3 separate regions of the Zea mays genome follow, and all the other regions are linked to region 2. A link is a contact called in public Hi-C data. All regions are on one chromosome and are shown on one strand. Each heading gives the region's core, a stretch centred on a gene start, on an enhancer-like site or on the middle of the called end of the contact. The rest is flanking DNA. Distances are from core to core; before and after follow the strand shown.

Region 1 (3,945 bases), core at 844-3,343, 210 kb after region 2:
CCGGCCCGGCACGATTTTTCCCTGTGCGTGCCGGGTTTGGGCATGTCTCTAGGCACGTGGGCCAGCCCGACCCGGCCCGAAGCATCAACGGGCCGTGCCTGGCCCGGCCCTATTCGTACCGGGCCGAAACGGGTTCGGGCCGGGTCCATGCCGGGTGGCCCGTTTGGACATCTATAACAGGTGGTAACGCAGATAGCGAGCCTTCGTCACATACACGCTCATGCATTACGTATAGTTCATTACCAGTGAAGAGAACCTTGTCCCATCGGTGCTCCATGAGCTTCTCCCCCACCTCCGGCCCGCCCTCCACCACCTTCACGGCCTTGGAGTCCAGGTACTTGGGTATGTTGGCCGCGAGGAACGCCGAGGTGGCCGGCGCGAGCTCCGACGGCTTCACCACCACGGCGTTGCCGGCCGCCAGGGCTCCCGAGAGCGGTTCCAGAGCTAGGCCTGTGCACAGACACGTGGAACAAAGACAAAACATGGTGGGTGGGTTTCAGTACTGCTCACTGGACGGCGGCGCGTGACAGATCGAAACATGAGTGAAGATGATTGGACTAGGAAACGGTTAGTTTCTTTCACGGAGCCCTAAGGACAAGCGGGAGAGAAGAACACACGCACGATATCTACCTGTCATGCACGATTCACAAAGGGGACGACGGACGCACCGTCGCCATCAGCCAGCTTGGTTGTCACGATATCACCGGCTGTTTACGCTAGCTCTGCACCGTACCAATGAGTGACTACACGTACTAGCTAGCCTTTGGACCTTGAGTTGGACTTTTCGTTAAGTTCTCGGGCAATTCATGCTGTGCAACAGTGCAAGGGCAACTAGTAGCAATTAATGGGTTGTCAGCAATAGAATCAATATAAACGTCTCTTCATTTGCATTTTGGAAAGAGATGTTTAAAACACACATCTAAATTGTTAATGGAGTAGTAACCATCAGTCGTACCACGTAAAACATATACCTATGAACGTGCATAATTAAAATTCGTATGATCTCTGACTGCTATATCATTTTGAGCAGACATTGAAACGTCTCAGTCATCGATACTAAATGACACTTAAATAGGAGAAACATACTAGTACATATTATGCAGGTATTTTTCTTCTAGCTAGCTAGATTAATTGCGGTTTACTGTTCTGAGTCAGACCATCAGCGTCGTCTCTCTCCCAGTTTCCAGAGAGAGTATAGATAGGTTCGCTATCAGGTGCCGGCCGGTGCACAGTAGGATAAAATCGAGAAATGCTACTAGCTAGACTCAAATTCTCATCGTATGTATTTCTAAATTATTTGTTTTCTTAAGCTGTGCTGTGCATCAGGAATAATTTGCAGCGGGCTAGCTTGGCCACTGTTCGATGTTGGAAAAGAGTAGTAGAAGCAAAGAGATCGTCGTCGGGCCTCACCTATTGGGAGGTTCCAGCATGAGAAGACGAGCACGACCCCGAGCGGCTCTGGCACCACCAGCGCGGTCGCCGGGAAGGCAACGAGCGGCGTGTGAGCCTGTAGACGCAAGTAGTGTTAAGCCATGGCGAAATGCATGTCCATCTCCCTACTTGCAGGCACAAGCTCCTGCGTCTTAGCTAGCCAGAGCGAGCGAGCGAGAGAGAGAGAGAGAGAGTGCTTGCCTTCTCCGGAGCCGCCCAGTTCTTGAGGTTTTGCAGCTTGTCGACGACGGACTTCTTCAGAACCCCAACCTAAACACGAGCGAATGACCATAACACCAGAGGGCTCGTTTAACGCACAACTAACGCAGAGAAACCAACCAACCAACCTCGTCTCTGAAGGCCTCGCCGCGGTGCTTCCCCAGGTCCTCGTGGAGCACGTCGAAGATCTCCTCCTCCTTCTCCTCCAGGAGCCTGACGAGGCCCCTGAGCTGCGACTGCCGCCACTCCAGGCCCTGCGTCCTGCCGCTCTCGTACACCTCCCTCAGGTCGCCCACCAGGCCGCCGAAGCCCAGCTTGGCCTTCTCCTCCGGTACACTCCCCATGCCTCTCGAGTCTCGATCGAGCTTGCTGCTGGTCTCTATCTGCGTATGTACGTGCAGCAGTGTGTTGTGCTGTAACGTTGTAGTCTCGAGCCTGGGCTGTGGTTGCCGCCGGTGCACGCGAACACGTGCTATATAGTGCTCGGCGTGCCAGTGTGTGTGGCTGGGGACTTGGCAGCCGTACGTGGCTCGTTCATCAATGAATCCAGTTAGCCTGCAGGGGTCCCCCACGGCCGAGTGGTTCTACGTCACCGGGGCGACATGGGTACAGTTGGTGCTGTTGGGTTTTGTAGAGAGGCGCTGGTGCTGACTGCTGACAGATACAACCAGCGGCACTAATATAATGCATGGGACAGGTTTAGCAGTTTTAATATAAAAGTTAGTATAGTAGGCGTATATTTGAGCCGACAACGTTACAAAATTTGGACAGGTCTAGAATTCTAGAAACCGCTTTCTTTTCTTTAGAAGGCTAGAAATGTCGACTTGTTTAGGAGACCAGAAATCTCTCTAGACATTTTTTTTTTCCTGAGATGATCTTGACAAACAAACTACAAATAATAAAAATTTTTTTCAGTTCCCGAGGCCTGCCCAGACCCAAATAGGGTTTGTGCAAATGGGACATTTTTATGTCCTCGGCGGGCTACAGCTTCCCTTCCATTATGGCCCATCATCATTTGGGCGTCTTTGTCGGCCCAATCGCATTTTTTTTGCTGTCGCTTGTCATTTTTTGCCCACGTAAATACAAATAGGTACAATAAACAAATAAAATAAATATAAAGAAAAGAGAGTTGAACGGCGAACGCTATCAAATTACTGAAACTAGTGCTCGGAGGTCGGTTACTACTTGAAGGTTAACGGAAGGGGGAAAAACATTTCTTTTTTAAAAAAACGGAGAACCGGGGTATGGTGACAACATATCAACGTCAACTGTTCCTGTTCATACACTGATTTAAAATAAAATCACGAGAGTCACGCAGCATTGCCATTGCCCATTTCGACATCCCTGAAACTGTACTATAATTCTTTCTCCGGAATAAACAAACAAATAAAATAGAGCAAATAATGTCACACGCCATCCGCGGCCTCGCCAAACTGAACAGGTACGAGTGAGACTAGGCAAAATTGGCCATGTGCCGTTAACAGAGTCGGAGGCTTCCACGCTAGACCAGCCTGTCAGTGTGACCAGGCAAATCAAGCAGACTAGAAAGCATGAACACAGCAGCACCTAGTATTGGCGAGAGTTGCTCCCGCGATGAGATCTGATCTCACTCGCATGTGATTGGCGATGGAGCGAAGCGCTAAACGCTCACCAGCTTCCGCCGCCGTGGCCTGTACTCCCTCCGGTGCAGTAAAAGAAGTCATCCTGCGCGTGACCGAGCGTGCACAAAAAGAAGTTATAGTGCGCGTGGGTCTGAGATTTGGACGTTGTTGCCCCTAGTAATTGCACAAAAAAAGAAAGTCATCCTGCGCGTGACCGAGCGTGCACAAAAAGAAGTTATAGTGCGCGTGGGTCTGGGATTTGGACGCTGTTGCCCCTAGTAATTGCACAAAAAAAGATGCACTTAAGAGGAATCAAACTTGAGACCTCCAGTCTAGAATGCCTTGGAGCTGCTGCAGCAACCAATCAAGCCTGATTGTTTTGGTGACATTAATGCACCTATATTCCTATTTAATAGGAGCAAACATGGAAAACTTTATGATAATTAATCACTCCTTGGTATGCACAATCATGTCCTAAACGACTACCTTTACTGCACTGGAGGGAGTATCTGTATTCAATTCAGTAGTGTGTAGTCCTCGTCCTGCCACTGCCAGCCTTTATAATCTGCCCGCAGTGTTCCTGCTAACCTGCATCTACTGCTTCCGGCACGAGCTTGCATCTACGGATCTACTACACCAAACATATATACTAGCTTAAGCACGAGCTAGCAGCAGATATACATGCCTGACAGTC
Region 2 (4,263 bases), core at 1,002-3,501:
ACTAAAGATCTCTAAAAAAATAATGCCTCTGCCTCTTGTTGTGATGTAGGACTATGACTCAAGGAAAGATCTTACACATTGTCTTGTGCGTAACTTTTTATTCCACATACACAACATGTGTATTTGGATAGGATGCCTTCTTTTTAAACTGACCTATCCAAGGACCTTTGGTCTCGGTTAGGATCTAGATTAGTCCAGATTAGTAACGTTAATTAGGACTAATACAAACCATTTTGTCTGAGTTGATGTTATCAACTAGAATTAAAAAAGGTCCTTCAACGCCCAAGAAATTTAGCCACATGACTAATGCTCAAATTAGTCCTGGGTACAACTCTAGCGGAGGCTAATATGCTAGCTAATTCGAAGTCTGTTCCCTACTAACGATTGTTCTCCTATTATTTGCTCCTATATTCCTAGTTCAATGGATGTATTATGTTTATTTTCGAGTACGGCTAATATATGGGTGCCCGTAACTGCATTGATATGGATATAGGTACAAATTACACCCATACATGAGTACGAGTTTCTTCGTGGCTGGTGGGTACAAAAAGTTTTGATGGATATACCTATCACTACACATCCGCTGTCATCCTTTAGGTATGAGTTTGGTTCATGTATAAGAAGAGATGGAAGTAGGCGACTATGTTTTTTATAGTGTTTGTATGAGAATCACGTATGACGAGATATATATTTTGATGACGGCGTGATCATAAAAAATTGAGGGGAGAGTGTCGCGTCCGCCTCATCCTAATCTGATCTCAAATCAAACGTGCCCCGTGGCTTTTCTGCATTTGGAGTGCGTTTCTCTTCTTTTTGTGTGTTCGACTTTGCTTTAACGCTCTTTTCTGAAAGTCTCTCCCGCATTATAATAACCAAAAGGAGTTCTTATAATGGCAGGTAATCGTATCGGCAAGACCTTTTGCATATTAGCAGCCTGCAGGCACCTAGCTTGGGCTGATGCTGAAGAATTATCAGAAACCTGCAGGAGCAGGAGGCCTACTAATCCTTCTTCAACTTGTTCTAATGTCGCACCGGCTTCTGGGAAACAGCACATGCCTAGTTTACCCTATTTTGATTTGAAAACTGAAGCTGTCCGGTTGAAAATGGCCAGCATTTGACAGGGAATAGCTAGCTAAAAGCGCAGGTTTTTGGAACATGGAATACGCTGGTATGTAAGGACCAAGGAGTAGAAAATTACAACAACTTCTATATATGTTGCAGAATGCAGTGGAGTCGACTGCGTAGTGCGTACTGCGCATTATAGTTTCCGCACGGGTATATGTTGCGTGAAGATTGTTGATTCTTGAGCCATCGGGATACGATCGGAAGCTGTCCCCTTCCGTCTTGAAATTATGGGTCACGATACCGACCGATCAAGCCGCCGCGCCATTGCTCGTTTTCTAGCGTGAAAGCTACTATACTACTAGTTCGAGCTGAGCTGGAATCAGAGCCTGGACAGCGAGGTGAGGTGCCGACTGCCGAGGTCCCTTCGCTCTCTTCTTTTTTTTCTTCTTCTAATAACCGTCTAACTAAATGGCCCCTTCGGTCTTTTCTCCCCATTTTGTTACGTAGGACCATTCTTCATCCGCGAGTGGTCCGGAACAAGTATGCTATTTGCTCAAACTTGACACTTTTTAGTGAACTTTTCTCCCATGTAGGGCTAGACATTCGGTCTATTAGGGTAATTTGGTTCGGTTTATTCGGGTTTGTGAAATTTCGGGTTCTAAAAAATAAGAACTGAAATTTTTAAAAATATTTTAGGAACCGAACCCGAATAGATTCACAATTTTGGTTCGGTCTATTCGGTCCACCGAATAGACCCAAATTGTAGAGAAACTAGTATATTTTGTTAAAACATATACAATGAATAATTAATTGAAAGTACTATTAATACAACAAGTGACTATAAAAATTAGCATACAAAGATATATATACTATCATTAAGATGAAATCATTATTTCTAGCTAATGAGTTTATTAATCATATAATAATATCATCATATATTAAGAGCTTTTTTATATTTTGGGTTATTAGGTCTATTTGGGTTTTAAAGGTTAGGAACCGAACCCGAACTTATACCCCGTAATATAGCACATATAGGAACCGAACCCGAAAAGCCGAATAGACCGAGTCTATTTGGGTTCTATTCAGATTCGAGTTCGGTTTTAAAATGCCCACCCCTACTCCCATGGACTACGAAGAGAATGTTTGTGCATGAACAGCGAAACCCATCTAGTGCCTTGTTTGGGTGGGTAAACTTCCAGGCCAATTCACGTGATTGGGCCAATGATTCGACCCACTCAAAAGAAGACCGTACGCTGAATACGATCCCAATCCAAATGATTTAAGCCCACGCGTTGGCGCTTTTATTCAGGAAGACAAGAGGCGGAGAGCTTTCAGTTTGGAGTCAGTTTTTTAACTTTGTAGAGGCCACGCGTTGGCGCTCACAAGAGGCGGAGAGCTTTTAGTTTGGATTCAATTTTGTAATTTGTAACTTTGTTGAGGCCACGCGTTGGCGCTTTTATCCTTGAACACAAGAGGTGGAGAGCTTCCAGTAACCTTATCTCAGGCCCTTCCGTCCGTAATAAAACCTTCTGGTCTTATTACGTGGTCTAAATTTAATCTCATAAAGGAATATTGTTCATTATTTATAATACACTCTAAAAGATTTTGTTCTCTATACCTTCACCATCTCAAACAATATTCTCTAAATTTTATCCTCTATATTTTTCCTACCCATATTATTAGAATTACTTTTCACAATTTTTTTGCTTACTTCTCTATTTTTTTCAATAAAATCTAGTAGGAGACCCTTCCCTCATGTTTACCTAAAAAAGCTAGCTTGGTAAGACATCGTAGATGATTACGACGCAAGCAGAAATGATGACATTTTGTCCTAACCACTTTTGTATTCCGTTTTCTATGGTGTCGCATGGTGCAATGGTGATAGTGGTATTGTGCGTGTGGGGTGACAAACTAGTGATGTTTAGGATGTGCTTGACTTAGTTGTGGACTATCGAAAAGCGGCCCGGGGTTATGAGCCAATAGAAAGCCAAAATTTTGTCATATATATCTCATCATCTATATTTTTTCTAACCATATTATCAGAATTAGTTTCCACCAATTTTTTCCTAATACTCTATTTTTTCAATAAAATCTAGTATGAGACCCTTCCCTCATGTTTTCCTAGAAAAAGATAGCTTGGTGCAAGACATCGTAGATGACTATGGCACAAGTAGAGATGATGACATTTTGTCCTAACCGCTTTTGTATTCGGTTTTCTATGGTGTTGCATGGTACACTGCTAACAGTGGTATTCTGCGTGTGGGTGACAAACTATTTGTGTTTAGGATGTGCTTGACTCAGATTGTGGGCTGTCTAAAATTAGCTCGAGGTTATGGGATGGTAGAAAGCCAAAAGCCATTTAGCTCAACATTTTTGACTTTTAAAAAATTGCCAGCTCCTCTCGGTAATAAGTGAACCTCCCCCCATCAGCTTTGTCTTCTTTCTCCAGATGGATCCTCGACCGAGGTTGTGCTCGTCCATGGCGATCGAGTCGAGCTCGCCTACAACAACTGAGGTCGCGCTCACCCGCAGCGACGAAGGCGTGCTTGCCTGTGGCGGCCGAGGTCATGCTCGCCTGTGACTTCTGAGGTCACGCTCACCCATGACGACGGACCTGAGCTTGCCTATGGCGGTCGAGGCGACGCTCGCCCGCAACGACTATCTAAGGTGGTGGGGCATCTGCATAGAAGAGAACCTAGCTTGTGTGAAAAAAAATCAGATACGCGGACGAGGAAAGAAGAGAAAAAAATGAATCTTATTCCCTCAGTTACAAAATATTAGTTGTTTTAGAAAATTAGTAAGTTTATATATTTTTTGATGCATGTGTTTTATATATGTGTCTAGATTTATCGTCATTCATTTGAATATAGACATAAAAATCATGAGCTAAAACAACTAGTATTTTAGAACGAAAGAGTATCTTCGTAACTAGTAACCCGTGACAGATAGATTATTTATGGACTTTCCTAACTTCACAGCCAGTGAAAACAGGAGAAGGTTGATATGATCTTTTTACAGACAAAAACTACTTTTCGCTTTGGTTTTGGACAAGAGGCAATCCTTTTGATTGCATTTTGGCATTTTCAAAAGTCAACGTAAGTTGAAAAGCCCAATCAAAGAGGACCTTAATTGACGAGTTTTTTTTTAATATTGTGTGACACCTGTTGATATCTCAATATAGGTGTCGCTACTGTTGGA
Region 3 (4,062 bases), core at 980-3,479, 150 kb before region 2:
AGAAGTTTTCCTGTATTTTTTAATTCGTGTAGGATTATCATTGTCATGCAACTTTATTCACACGTTTTTCCTATTCCTGTATTTACCAATTTCGTGTTCCAGAGAGGGCATTAAATACATTCTCCTCAACTATCCTTTCTCCTATTTCACCTCCTCTCCAACCATTCTCCTTATTAAGCACCATCTTGACTAATTAACTAAGCTATTTAACTTTTTTACACCAGTTTTTAGATTTAAGAAGTCTAGAGCCAGGCTGAGTCGAGATGCTTGATTTGAAGACTAGAGGGATACATGCATAGAAAGCAGCAACACTTTCTAAATGCTTTCCTTGCTAGTGGCTTGATGAATGGAGGGAGGATGTCGTGCGACTGGACCTGATCGTAGGCTACCGGATTCGATCTAATCAATGTAACGCATGGGTACGAGCCCTAATTTTTAGTCCGCAACAATCTATGGGCGTAGTGCTATGATTTTTTACCCAAAAATCAATCCAACCCCAAACAAAATCTGACCCTACACATTCAATAGGGAAGCAAGAACCGACTCAATCTAACGTTAGGCACATATCACATATGAGACATGTCACAACCCACGATCTGATCTGGATCCGAACTTGATTACGTTCGACAAGAGACCAGGCTAAACTGCTCAAGCCGCGGGCTCCAAGCGGAGACGACCTGGCGAATACGAACGAGAATAGGAAGCCTCAGGCGATGTTGCTGCTGCGTTTATCTGCCACTGCCAGTAAAGTAAAAGGGAAGGGAGAGTGTGCGAGGCCGGCGTGCTGCAGACGTGGTGCTTGGCGTCAGTGACAAGCGCCGCGCCCGATTCGAGCTGCTGCACCGAGGCCGGCCGCCGGACCACCTGCCCAAGCCTCTGTGGCCGACTCCACTGCGACACCACGCCGGACTCGATGCTTCATGCCGCGCGAGGACCCAACCAAACCAAGCCCGCGCGATGGTCGTAAAGCATGGCGCGGGTGGCCCGCTAATATTCCCGCAGGCCGCAGCGACCTCTACGCGGGCACACGACACGACTACTACTATAGTAGGCTATTCTCTGCTTTTGTCATCTTTCCATGCTTTTGTCGTCACGCTCCTGTCCCCAGGGAATCCGCAGCGGCTGCGGCATGGCATGCAGTGCAATGTTTGAGCACTGCAATGAGCAGCAGTCTAATCGGCGTGCATGCAGTCAATTCCTACGTGACCAAGGATTTCACTAGATGATGAAATGCAGACTTTTGCATGAATCATGATAGTGGAAGAGAAACGATCGAGCCGAACATGTTGTAATCCATGCGAACTACTACTAGCCCGCCCGCCAGGCCGCCACCATCCAATTTGCATTTTTTATACATACTACGCCCATAATAATAACTGAAACAAGCCCCTCCAACTGGGAATCATGGAGGACGGATCGGAGCAGAGCTTGCTCCAGAGCCTGTGGCACGGCACGGCAGTCGGCAGCAGCCATGGCTCGGCGTGGCTACGGCTCTCCCGCCCGCGACGGCGCGCGGCAGGTGGGGCAGGACGCTCGCGCCGCGAGCCAGCCCTCCACGCAGGCGCCGTGGAACCCGTGGCCGCACGCCGGGAGCACGCGGACGCGCTCGCCGCCTTCCAGCAGCTCGGACAGGCAGATGGCGCACTCCGCCTCCGCCCACACGCCCGCACCGGTGGCGCCGGCGCGCTCCGAGCCGGCGGCGGCGCTGGCGGCGGCGGCGCCGGAGGGGAGCTTGGGCTGCTGCCCCGGCGCCTGCGCCTCCTCCCGCGCGGCGCGGCGGCGCGCGAGGCAGCGGAGGAGGAAGCGCGCGGCGGCGTGGAGGGTGAAGGCGAGCAGGGAGACGCATGCCAGGATGATGAGGATGGTGGCTACGTTGGAGAAGAAGGCGCGGGAGCTGGCGTAGGGCCCCCACGCTCCCGCGCTGGCGGGAGGCGGCGGCCGCGGGGGAGACGGCGAGGAGGCGACCATTGTTGTTGTCGCCGCCGCTGCCGTGGAGGTGTGGTTGGTCCGGCGCGCCATGGCTGCCTGGAGCGCTCTGGTTGTGTGGAGGCAGAGGGCAAATGACGCCCGCGACAGCGATCGCGAGCGGCTGCCGTTGTCTCGGCTTGGAGAGTTGATCCTTTGGGTGTTTTTATCTTTCTTCAGCTGCCCTGCCCTACAAGTGTAGGAGCACTGTTCAATGAGAGCATGGCAGCCATGCTACTACATGCACGGCACGTGTAAAGTAAAGCATTGCCGCCGTGGCTGTGCCGGTGAGGAAAGCAGCATTGCTTTCAGAAATCAGAACACCGCGGCGTGCCATTTTACCTCCAAAATCCAAGTGTCGTCTGAGGCAGCAGCGCCGAATCGGCGATGACAAATTGGCAATCACTTGGGCGCGCAGGCTCACAAATTAAAACTGACTTGGAACGTTGTGTAACAGCAACAAAATCCTACCACTAGGATCATTCTCTATACAATCCTACTGTTTCATCACTTCCGTAAACCTAGCATAGCACACTGGCATTAGATAACTCTGGTCAATGTTTCGGCCTGCAGTCCTGCACCGAGAAGGTCCTATGGGCCAAACCCCATAGCTCTCCAACTTCTATAAAAGCAAGTAGGCCAAGTAGAAGAGAGAGAAGTAGTAGGACGTAGGGGGTGTTTGAATAAGGGTGTTTGAATACAATAAAGCTAACAGTTAGTGACTAAGGACCTGTTTCAATCTCAACAGATAAACTTTAGCAACTTTTTAGCTGTTTTTAGCCATTTGGCGATCTAAACAGGAGAGCTAATGGTGGTCTGATAAAATTTAGCACTCCTTATCTCATAAGCTGCTCAGAGAGTACTAAAAGTAGCTAAACGTGGGCCATCGAACCCTATTTTCTATCCATACCCTCTAATCTCATTCTTTCTCTCCGCATTAGGGACATGAGTGTCTATTTGTTCCAATATGCTAAACTTTATTAGAGTAGTCCAAACACCCCAATAAGCTAAACTTTAGCACTTCTATTCATATGGCTAAAATTTAGCAGGAAGCTAAAGTTTATCCCGTGAGATTGAAACGGGGCCTAAAATTAGTTGAGACATCAAAATATTCAAGCTAATAGTTTAGTTATTAGCTATTTTTTGTTAAATTAGTTAGTAGTTATTTGTTAGCTAGATAATTCCACTAACAATTTTTAGCCAATTAACTATTAGCTCTAATGTATTCGAACACCCCGTAGTAACCGTTTTAGATAATAAGTGAATCATGTATATATACGCGCACGATACACCTGTATGACTGTCGTAGAAGGTATGAAAACTCAGAATAATGGTATGAATATGTCAGAAAAAATAGTGACCATGTACTGGGTGATTAAGTGTTCTCTGTGCGTCGATGCAACGAATAAGCCATGTCCAAATTCTCTTGAGTTGGGACTGGAGAGCCGTCAGGCTGCAAAAGATCGATGAGTGTTTGAAAATCAAAGGTCCAACCTGCCATTGTGCAAGAAAGCAGGAGAGAGAGCGATGGAGTAAAATAAGCTCAAACCGACCTCCTTTATATAGGTGGACTAAGGATGAAACTAGATTTTTTTTTTTAAAAAAAAATTGGAGTTCAAATTATAAAAACGGCTAGTTTTAAATGGCCAGTACATATGGCGCTAATGTGGGGGCGATACCGCTGCTCACGTGCTCTAGTGGGGGTAATATCGTCCCCTATCATCGGACGATGGACAATGTGAGAGCCATCCCGCTCCCTTAAAATTTGTACCTATCACCCCGTGCCGGAGAGATATCGCCTGACCAGAGGGTGGTATCGGCCACTATTGGAACCAACCTTAATCTAAACATGAGCTAAAGGGCACTTAGGTTGGTTCCAATAAAGGGTGAAATGCTTCCCGACAAGGCGACCCCCCTCCCACATTGGACGCACATGCATGGGTTTTGCGGAAGCGAGGTGGCTCCTCCGTCGCTCGTTGATAGAGGTTATATTGCCCCCATTGGAGCGTGCCCTAGAGTGATATCCATGTCAGCACCATATATACTAAGTTGTTTAAAACTAGATGCTTTGGCCATTTGAAATCTAAAAAACCTAAA

What was found. A called contact is a pair of places that touch in the nucleus more often than the background predicts.
Region 1: a contact with region 2 is called in a Hi-C map of ear, with 4 times the contacts expected there. The contact joins the promoter of LOC100280692 here to the enhancer-like site in region 2. A contact is called at or near these places in 2 of 25 Hi-C or Micro-C datasets (ear and leaf).
Region 3: a Hi-C map of tassel shows a contact between it and region 2, with 2.9 times the contacts expected there. The contact joins the promoter of LOC103627480 here to the enhancer-like site in region 2. A contact is called at or near these places in 7 of 25 Hi-C or Micro-C datasets (bundle sheath, ear, leaf and 2 more).

The regions. Positions count from the first base shown.
Region 1 is chr5:194,361,815-194,365,759 of Zm-B73-REFERENCE-NAM-5.0, forward strand. LOC100280692 reads right to left here and starts at 2,094. Exons shown (of 10, transcript NM_001153611.1): 1 at 1,779-2,094; 2 at 1,633-1,701; 3 at 1,411-1,507; 4 at 244-450. The coding sequence starts at 1,994.
Region 2 is chr5:194,148,565-194,152,827 of Zm-B73-REFERENCE-NAM-5.0, forward strand. No RefSeq gene overlaps it. Among protein-coding and RNA genes, the nearest start is that of LOC109939989, 30 kb to the right of the region's middle. Within about 2 kb of position 2,252, at least 19 of the 20 cell types and tissues checked have an H3K27ac peak or open chromatin away from gene starts, as enhancers often do. A contact at or near this core is called in bundle sheath, ear, leaf and 2 more, where this site is marked.
Region 3 is chr5:194,001,139-194,005,200 of Zm-B73-REFERENCE-NAM-5.0, forward strand. It overlaps LOC103627480 (RING-H2 finger protein ATL79), which reads right to left and starts at 2,230. Exons shown (of 1, transcript XM_020537769.3): 1 at 1,214-2,230. The coding sequence starts at 2,019. The coding sequence ends at 1,486.